Linked DNA regions of Mus musculus: region 1 is linked to region 2. The links are chromatin contacts, called in public promoter capture Hi-C maps. All regions are on one chromosome and are shown on one strand. The core of a region is the stretch at or near the end of the contact, and the rest is flanking DNA. Distances in the headings are between cores, read along the strand shown. Region 1 holds the start of Phc1 (polyhomeotic 1). Region 2 holds the start of Ankrd26 (ankyrin repeat domain 26).

Evidence for each region. Promoter capture Hi-C pulls out the DNA fragments that hold promoters and counts their contacts.
Region 1: a promoter capture Hi-C map of pre-B cells shows a contact between it and region 2, with 3 times the contacts expected there. The contact joins the promoter of Phc1 here to the promoter of Ankrd26 in region 2. A contact is called at or near these places in 2 of 39 promoter capture datasets (liver and pre-B cells).

What each region holds. Positions count from the first base shown.
Region 1 is chr6:122,336,012-122,341,033 of GRCm38.p6, forward strand. Phc1 (polyhomeotic 1) reads right to left here and starts at 3,646. Exons shown (of 16, transcript NM_001355215.1): 1 at 3,587-3,646; 2 at 2,461-2,469; 3 at 847-1,004. The coding sequence starts at 2,464.
Region 2 is chr6:118,559,744-118,564,829 of GRCm38.p6, forward strand. Ankrd26 (ankyrin repeat domain 26) reads right to left here and starts at 2,528. Exons shown (of 34, transcript NM_001081112.2): 1 at 2,070-2,528. The coding sequence starts at 2,314.

The DNA of each region.
Region 1 (5,022 bases), core at 2,396-4,895, 3.8 Mb after region 2:
AAAAAAAAAAAAAAAAGAAAAATGTTTCATTTCCAAACAGGATATTTAAGGTATAAAATTTGCTATTTGTTCAAAAGCAAATGTCTAAAAAGGTCATTGATACTTCTACTACACAGAATAATGTATAAGGCCCAAAATTGAACACTTGACTACTGAGGCAGGAAAGGGAGCTGTGTGGGAAGAGCACCTGTAGCACAGCCCGAGGACCAGAGCTCAGGTCTCAGAACAACTTCAACAACAGGTCAGGTGCAGTGGTGCATATCTGCAATCCCAGCACTCTTTATGACATGGCAGATGGAGACAGAAGTGACCAGAAGCTCAAGAGCCAACGGCACCTGTATATACTGCACAGCATAAACTCATTTGTGTCCTCTGACCTCCACATACACAGCACTGTACACACACATGCATACGCACGCACGTGTGCACGCACATACACACAAGTGCGTGTGTGCACAAATAGTAAGTAGATATTTTTAAACAATGAAAAGAAATGGTTAATTAAAATCTAATTAATACCCTGAACCTTATTTATTTATTCATGTGTGAACTTTATAGTATTTCATATTGAATCAATGAACTGCACTCTTCAACTCTATCTTTTTGTAGTTTTATTTCAAGACAGGTTCTCACCAAGTTGCCCAAGCTGGCCTTGAACTTGGTACATTGCTAAAAGCTAAAACAAAATGAGCAAATTTCACTCTGGGTTTGCTTGCTCTAACTCTGTAAACTGCTAAGACTCTGAAGTGGACCTACTCGGAAAGAATCCGAGGATGAGGATCCTCTGCTACCTTTGCCTAACCCACGTCAATACTCACAGAGCTCGGCCACTCAGCTGAGCCTCACCTGCACTGCTTGCCGTTCATACAGGGACATCTGTGCTATCTGGGGCCGAGAGCTGGCCCCTGAACTGGAACTCCCATTGGTCGAACTAGAGTTCTGCTCACTCTCCGTTTCCATGATAGCGTTCCAGGGTCCCCAAGAATGGCGCTCTGACTCAAGCCCTAGACAGAATCAGTAAAAGGTTAAAGTTATACCTTGAATGGAAAATGTCATTTCATGGCATTATTATTCAAAATCACAGTAACTCCACAAAGTATCTAAGAATCTTCCTCTGAGGTCTTAGAACTCCCAAGTCTGTAATTTATCTTCCTCACTCCATCTTTTCAAGCTCGTCACTGTTTCAAAAGGAAAAACCTTTCCATTAACCCTCCTGGCTACCATTAAATAAAACACCAGACTATAACAAGCCACCTCACAACCCTACAATACTAAAACCACCTTAGGTCCCCCAGCACGTTCCAACAGTTCACACTCCACCCATTCAAAGCTTGCTGTTACTTCTATCTCCATCTATCTATGGTTCTCATGCTAACAATGGACAGCATTTCTGGTGAAGCCTCTAGTTGCTTTCGTTCCTTGGCCCCTACAGACCCTTCACCTGTGCTATTTTTATAGTGCTGTATGGTAAATATCACAGCCCCCATTTTATAATAGAGGGAACAAGGATCTTCTGTGTATCGAGTCTTTACACTACTTTGTCTCTTCCCAGAACAAAAAAAGCAAACAACAACAATCTGTCATCAAAGCAGTGTCTGTCACTCGGTGTGAGCATTTCCTATCCTCATTTCACGGAGGAGAGTCCTGAGACACTGACGAGGTAGACAGAGTGGACAGGTCATGGAAGTGGATAAATGTTGGGGACACAGAGCTAGACTACTGCCCAAATATCCAAAGTAGCTGACTGGCTGCTCGCCAAGCTCCTAATTAAAGCCTCGGGGCTGTTACTTCTCCTTATATAACTCCAGTGTCCCTATTAGCAAATAAGGCAACAAAGTGAACAGGTTACATACTCCCAAGTAAGTAGCATTCTAACTGAGACGAGTAAAATTCAACTTTACTAAAGTGTAAGAATTTACCCTCTGGCAGCTACATTAAAACCAGCAAAAAATAAATTAAAAGAAAAATACATATCAAAAAAAGGAAAAGAAACAAGAGAAGCAAGCAGAAACACTCTTCTAAAGCGGCTGAAAATGACATCATTTTACTCCTTAGTTTTCATTCTTTCGTTAAACTTACACTGTGTATTCTTTATTTTTGATACACTGAGGTACTAGAACTATCAGGTCTCCCAAGTACTATTTGGCTTGGGAATATAAAAGTCCGACCATAATTTCTGCTAGGGGCTATCTCTAGTTTCATTAGATGAATGGATTTATCTCAGGAATTAATCCCAAACAAGTAAACAAAAGTCAAAAGTCTCAACCTTGGCCCCTGAAGTGGAGTTTTCTCTGGATTCTCTTCCCAGCATCTCTACATCACTTAACTCTGGGACCGAACAAATGCCACTCCACACACGGATAAAATGAAAGAGGTACAGAGAGGGTATTCTATCAACTTCAGTCTACCTTTCTCCCCACATCTTTTGCCAAAATATCAAAGCACTAAACAGATACAGACCCATGAATCCTCAATATCAGCATGTGAAGGAAAAAAAGTGGGTAAGGATTAGAGGCAGCATGGCACAGTTGTACAGATTACTGGAGTTATCTCACTGCACTCAGAGACGTAAGACCCTGTTACTTGCAATAGAGCCTTATATAAAACACGTTCATCAATTCGATGACCCCCTCATTTCCCCCAGATAATGAAACAGAGAGGGCCAATTTTAAAGTCTTTTCACCAGGGAAACTGCCATCAAAAACCTCGCAGGCACACAAATCTATCTTAAAATCCTCATTTTTCAATGAATGTTGTGAGTTCCAGATTCAGTATAGAAAGTGAAGAGAGCACACCGTTTAGGTGGCAAACTCAATCAAAAATTAAAACTAAGAGTCAAAGGCCACCCTAAACGTTCCCACCTTTTGGGTGTGGGTGTGTTTAAGGACTCAACTGGGGAAGACGCACACCGATGGGAAGGAACTAGAAATTAATATTGAGGTAGACATACTACTGGGCCTATTGGGTCAGGTGTTGGAAGAAGTCAATACCCTTGAGTATAAAACTCTGTTGCAGTAAGAATGGAGTGAGAAGCAAGGGTTGAGGGGCGCCTCGGAAAGACTCCCAGGGGTTCTTGTTCTTCACAGAAGCGTGATTAAAAAAAAAAAAATGCATTTCCAAAGAGAAATCAAACACACCAGGAGAAAGGGGTGGATACAGTGCTGTGCCCGAAGCGAGCGGACTTGGTAAGCAGGGAAATGTATATTCTAATAGTAGGGAGCCAAGCAGGGGAGGCACAGAAGTCGAGGAACTGGGAGATCGGGGAGCCCGGCGGAGCGCGAGAAGCAGGGAGATAACCAGACAGCATGCTCGGATGGAAGGACCAAAGTCGGGGAAGGGAGAAATGAATGAGAAGCGGTCAGAGGCAACGAGGTGACGGACAGACAGCACCGAGCACAGCGAGCGCAAAGCACGAAGACCGGGACGCGCAGCACCCAAGCACCGCAAAGCGCAGCAGAGCGGGAGGCAGGAGCGCGGCTGGGGGAGGTACCTGGGCGTTGCACACGCCGAGGTGGCTGAGGAAACATCCCCGCGCCGCCGAGACCCCGGGATGCGGCCCCTCCCCGGCCCGCGGCCGCCCGGTTACCTTCGCGCCCGGCTCCGCACCCGAGTCCTCGCGGGGGGCGTCCACCTCAGGGGCGGGGGAGGGGGGGGGGGTCGCTCGGCCTCGGCGGCGGCGCGCCGCCTCCTCCCCTTCCTGGAGGGGCGGGGGCCCAGGCGCGGTGGGAGGTGCCCGGCGCGGCCGCCGCTCCCCGCCCCTCCCGCCGTCCGGGTGCTGGCCGCGCCGCGGCTCCGCCAGGCCGGGGGCTCGCGCGGGCCTGTCACTTCCTGCCCCGCCGCGAGGGTGGGGGGCCGAGGCCGGGGGGCCGCGGGCCGGCGGGGAGGGGGCTGCGGGGAGGTGCTTCCGGGGCAGCCGACCCCTCCTCCGGCCCGCCCCCTCCCCGCGCCCGCCCTCGCGCGCGTCCCTCGCTTCCTGTCGGCGCCCGTTGCCATGGCGACGCTGCTCCCCGGCCTCCGCGCTCTAGGCCCGAGTGGGGTTTTTTTTGTTTGTTTTTCTTTTTCTTTTCTCCCCCTGGCTCTGGCTCTCTTTCTCCTCCTTTCTTCCCCCCTTCTCTCTCTTCGAATTCCGCTCGCCGTCTGAAAGCAGACGTCTAAGAAAGCGCTGGCCTCTAGAGGGGGACTCACCTCGGAGAAGAGAGGGAGATGGGGAGAGGGGAGGGAAGTGACGTGAAAGGGGGGGAAAAAAAGAAGGTATTTTCTGCAGCTTCTGGGAATAGGGGCTCGAAAGAAAGGATCAAAGGGACCAGCAGGCACAGAGGGAGGAAGCGGAGCAAAGACCCTTGAGAAACGACGGCCTGTGAAAGGAAATAGAGCAAAGGGAAGGGAAGAGGAGAAAAGAAAAACTTTGAGATAGAGGGAACGGCGAGAGAATGCTGAGTGTTTAATCCCTCGCCCCAACTCCAAGAAGGCGGGAAACAACGCCGCACAGAAACTGAACCCGTTAGAAGCAGCAGTTCATTAAAAAGCAGGAACCTGAAGCAACTTGCTTTGAATAATACTTAAGTCTGTGACGTCAGGGTTGATTGTGTGCTTCGGAATCTCTTTAAGTCACACGCACACGTGAAAGAATCACAACGCCCAAAACAATGGAAAAGGCGGGGTGTAAAGAGATGAACAATGGTGCTGCCTTTGGGAAGGCTGAGCATATGGTGGGGGAGGCCCGTTTTATTTGCAACACAAATTTAACAGGATTTAATTATTCTCAGTCTCTCAGAGCTCTTAGAACACCTACTGTGTGCTGGCCACTCTTGGAAGCTTTTTTTTTTTTTAAACCAGAGCATTGTTAGCAAAGACAGCTGCTCTCCTTAACCTTTTACCTGCCGTAGGGTGTTACCTTGTGATAATAGCTGGGATTTGTATCTTTTGCTAACCTCAGCCATAATTAGTTGTTTTCTTGAGCCCACTCTAGATTGAAAACCCAGGTGTAATTAATTTGTATTTAAGGGGGGGGGGGGGGGGAGA
Region 2 (5,086 bases), core at 1,278-3,777:
GGCATTGGCCACAAAAGCCCAACAACCTCAATACACTCCCTAAATCCTATGTTAAAAGGAGAACTGACTCCTGAAAGTTATCTGGCTTCCACAAGCACAGCATGGCATACACACATCTTCACTAACACACACACACACACAGACACACTCTCATCTATCTATCTATCTATCTATCTATCTATCTATCTATCTATCTACCTACCTATCTATCATCTATCTCTCTTAAGAATATTAAAAAGAAAGAAAATAGAGCGACAGCCCTGGCCACAAGGCGAGCCTGCAGTTCTTGTGTATGTGTGCATGGGTGAGGGGCAGGTATGACAGGGGACAGATAAAGAGATGAGAACTGGGGATGGAAAGGACTAACAGTATACCAGCAAACCCCAGGCTATGAATACAAAAGAATAAACCATATTTGAACCAATGGGGTGGGTGGGGGAGATCCCCTGAATAACACTACTGTTTGTCTGAGTGAAACACATCTCACTAAAGCCACACAAACTAAAGGATGGAAGCAGACGTACTTCCCCTCCCACCCACGATACAAAGCAACATAAAAATCAGTGCATCTACTGGGAAGCCCTAAGCAACACCAGCTTCAGCAGGAACACTGCTCTCATCTATCTATCTATCTATCTATCTATCTATCTATCTATCTATCTATAACACACATATATACTAATATATATACATATGTGTGTATATATATTATATATATACATACATACTGTGAACACTTTGCAAGTATACAGTCCCTTTATCCTCAGATTTTGTTCAATGGGTCTTGAGAATGCTTCATTTTAAAAAGCTCAATGTTAGAAAGTATCCTGAGGATACACTACAAACCTGCATTCAATCACCAATACACGGATACATACACGGGTGTGTACACACACACTCACACACACTCACACACACAGTGGTTCTGCAGTCGTTCCTCATCTCTTTGTTTTGTTTTGGTACTTTTCTCACTGTGTTTTCTTTTAGTGTTTAACTTATATTCTATCAGGGATTTATTTTAGTGACATAGAAATGTTGCTAGTTTTCTCCAAACAAGTCAACAACCATTTCATTCCTAAGTGTTTGTTCCCTACTAACTGGGGTGTCACCAGAATCAACTTCTAAATTCTTTTTTGGTTTTTTTGTTTGTTTGTTTGGTTGGTTGGTTTTTTCGTTTTGTTTTGTTTTTTGAGACAGGATTTCTCTGTGTAGCCTTGGTTGTCACGGAGCTCACTCTGTAGACCAGGCTGGCCCCGAACTCAGAAATCCACCTGCCTCTGCCTCCCAAGTGCTGGGATTAAAGGCATGAGCCACCACTGCCCAGCAATATCTAAATTCTTACATATACTTGATTGGATATGTTCTGGGTTTTCTATTCCACCCTGCTCACTGCTGTGTCTCTTTGGCTGCTAGTAAACGACTGACTTGTGAAAACTAGTAGTTTTATCCTTTAGAAAGTTTTTTTTTTCTCGTCTCATCACAAAATCAAAAGCAACATAAGAAACTCAAAATTGTTAAAACGCTGACGGTCGGGTTTGGCTTACGTTAAATTGATCAGGATATTCAGAGTTCGAGTTCTGGGAATTACCAATCTTTGACTCGAGAATATGGAACTATTTTCCCACTTCAAAATGCAGTAAAAACAAACCAACCAACCAAAACCATTCACACAGGTGTACGGCAGTGATAAGATGGATCCTGTATGTTAGTGGAAGAATTTTTAACCTTGAACAGAAACATTTCTCCTATTATGTATTTCTACAACATAAAACTTTCTTATATGTATGCAGAAAGTTAAAATGTTAGTTAACTCGCTTTACATTGCCAGTGAAGGGAACTGTCAGTGGATCAGAAACCAGCTGAAGTGTTTTTTGTTGCTGTCCTTGCTGTTCATACAGGTCAGGGCTTAGACCCCACTAAGACTTAGGCATTCAAAGCCAGGTGGGAAGAGTCAAGCTTCCTTAATGAAAGATAGACTCTCTGTCTTCCAGCCCCAAAGCCAGACAAGGTAGGTGCACGCTCCCCCACCAGCTTCGTCCCGCCCCGCTAACTGGCGGGCCATTTATTACCTGTCCTTCTTGTCTCTATCGTTCACGCCACTTTTTCCAAGGATAAGGATATGCTGCACTTTGGCTACATCTCCCACGCTTGCAGCCTTGTGGATCTTGCCCATATCCTTGTCGTGAATATGGTACCTGGGCACGTGGGAGCCACTAGCACTCTCGCGTCCAAAGCCCACGCAGTTGCTGCGCGGGCGGGCAGAGGGGCCTAAGGGCGATGGGCCCTTACTCCTGAAGCCAAAAATCTTCTTCATGGCAGAGGGTACGCCCCTCACAGGCACCTTCTTCCCCGCGCAACGTTGGCTGACAACACAACGCAGCTAGGGCACTTATTGAAAAGCCGGCCTAGACGCACGGGATCCCACCGGGAAAGACGCTGCATGGCCCGGCAGGTTTTTAAAGCACAATAATCGCCAAGCCGAGCTGCAAACTAGCAACCCGCGCCTTCTTGCTGCCGCGCATGCTCACACAGGCCCAGCAGCGACCAGTGCCCAGCACGCGTGCGCACGGCCAGGCTCCGCCTTCTTTGCTGTTCAGGAGGTCAGGGCGCTGCAACCTAGCGGGTTCTCTAACCCGGGGTTTAAGGCGGAGGTGGGCAGTGTGTTGTTTCCAGAGGCCCGGGTTAGCCTCGGTTTGGGCGTGATCGCTGCAAGGCTTCAACAGGAATGGGGGTCGCTCAGCAGCGTGGAACCCAGACCCAGTACTCCAGGACTGCGGGCATTGAGGGCGCCTGGCAGATGGGCGCAGAACCTTCTGGAGTCCGGCCTCCCTGCTTAGCTTTGGCCTTGTGTTTCAGTGGCAGTTAAACCTGTTGGGGAGCAAACCTATTGGACTCTAGGTAGGCGATAATCAAAAAGTAAACTACAAACAGCATGGATGGAATCGTGGCGTGGAAGAGTAAGGGAAGAGATTTTGTTAAGCTAAGTAGTTTGGGAATTAGTGCAATAAATGATCGTGTTTCACAGCCTAAAGAGTCAGTATATGAGTTAGACAAGCTGATGGGAGGTAAGAAGAAAAGGTTGTCTGCATTTGGGATCTGAATGAAACGATATGATGTGTGTAAATTTTTGGTTTTGGACCTGGAAAAAGTAATACTTAGTAAGCAGTTTTCCAGTGTAAGTGTTCACCTTGACGTTTTAAATTGTTAATAAATTTTGTCAATCTAAAGCCACAACTCACCTCAAAGGGAATAAAATACCGTTCGTGCCTAATAGGACCTCCAGTGGCCGCAGGAACTACCTCAAATTCAGGCTACCTCAAATCCTGTTTCATGTTCCAATTTTAATAGAAACGACAACAAATCAACCCACTTTTCAGATACGTCGGTGGGTACGTCAGGTAAGTGGGTTTTGTGTTAACACCCCTCAGATGGCAGTTGATGAATTTCTTACCCCCTTTGGCTGATGGAAGCTAGGAGTCCCAGTGGACATTCCAAAGGCTTTACCTCCTGGACATAAAGAAGCTAGGTCCCACGCACAGGAGAACACGATGGCTCAATGTGATTTGCTTCTGGACTTGCAACGTTCAAAACTTGCTACGGCAGTAGTTCAGATCAGTCAGTTCCTATGGTACAGCTTCTTTTTTTTTTTAATTTTTAATTTTTTATTAGATATTTTCTTTACATTTCGAATGTTATCAGCTTTCCTATCCTACCCCCTCCCCCTGCTCCCCAACCCACAGGAATCCCACTTCTGCAGTGTGGATCTGTAATACATGCTGTACTCAATGGAATGATTCCACAGGTTTTTGATTTGACTATATCTTTTGTAATAAAAATTGAAATAAATTCTATTGCTAATTTTATCTTTGTGTGTGTGTGCGCGCATGTGTGTGCATGTGTGCCTCTGTGTGTGTGTGTGTAAAACAGAATCTCACTCTAGCCTATGCTACCCTTGAACCTTAATGATTCTCCTGCCTCCGCTTTGGAAAGCTGGTGTTTTGGGTGTAGACCACTGCCCCTGCTTTCTGTCTCTCTATCACACTGCTCTGGGCTTTGCTCTGGGTCCATTTAACTATTAGCTAGTTATTCTCTGCATTTTGACCAGCTGTAGATTGCTTTAGTAACCTCCACCTGTTGCAAAAAGAAGCTTCTTTGGCAAGGGGTGAGACTTACACTCATCTGTGGGTACAAGGACAAGTATTTAGAACACAAGTACAGGGGATTGGAGCTATGGCTCAGCCGATAGAGCACTGACTGTCCGGCACCCATGTGATGAAGACTAGCATTGGTCGGTTGTACAAGTTCCAGGGGACCTGATGCCCTCTTCTACCTTTCATTGGCTCTGCATATATGTGGCACATAGACAGGCATGCAAATGGGACATTCATACACATAACATAGAAACCTCAAATGTAAAATTATACTAAAGTTAGACATAATAGTGCCTTAGGAAACTGGCAGTAGTGGACCATAGGGTCCCCAACCCCAGCTGATACATTACAACAAATCCCCTATATACCCAAGCCCCAGAGACTCCATGGAAGGCTAGAGGGTAGAATGATTGTTAGAACAAGAGGACTCATTAGTGTCTTCTGGATATGAGAGGAGAGTACACCCATAAAACCTCATCAAGGCAGTTGAGACAAGAACTGCCTTTTGAAGCTCAGCATTATGCGTGTGTGTGTGTGTGTGTGTGTGTGTGTGTGTGTGTGTGTGTGTAAAACAAAGTAGACAAGATGAATTTGAAAGGGAGTGAGGAGGACATGGGAGTAATTGGAGGGAGGGGGGATGAGGTAGAAATGATGTAATACAGTTCTGTATGAAATTCCCAAAAGCTGATTTAAAATAATAGATGGCTTTACTGTTCATTAAATGTGCATTAAAGTACAATCATCACTTTCTTATTACATAGGGTCTCCTCCCCCAGAGACCATGGTCAGCTGTGTAACTGAGAATGACCTTGAATCTTCTCCCTCTCCCTCCCAGGGCTAGGATTATAGGCAGGCAGTGCCAAGCACAGTCCATGCTGTTGGTACCCAGTTGCATAGCACCCCAGGCAAGCACTCCACAGCTCAGCTACATCCAC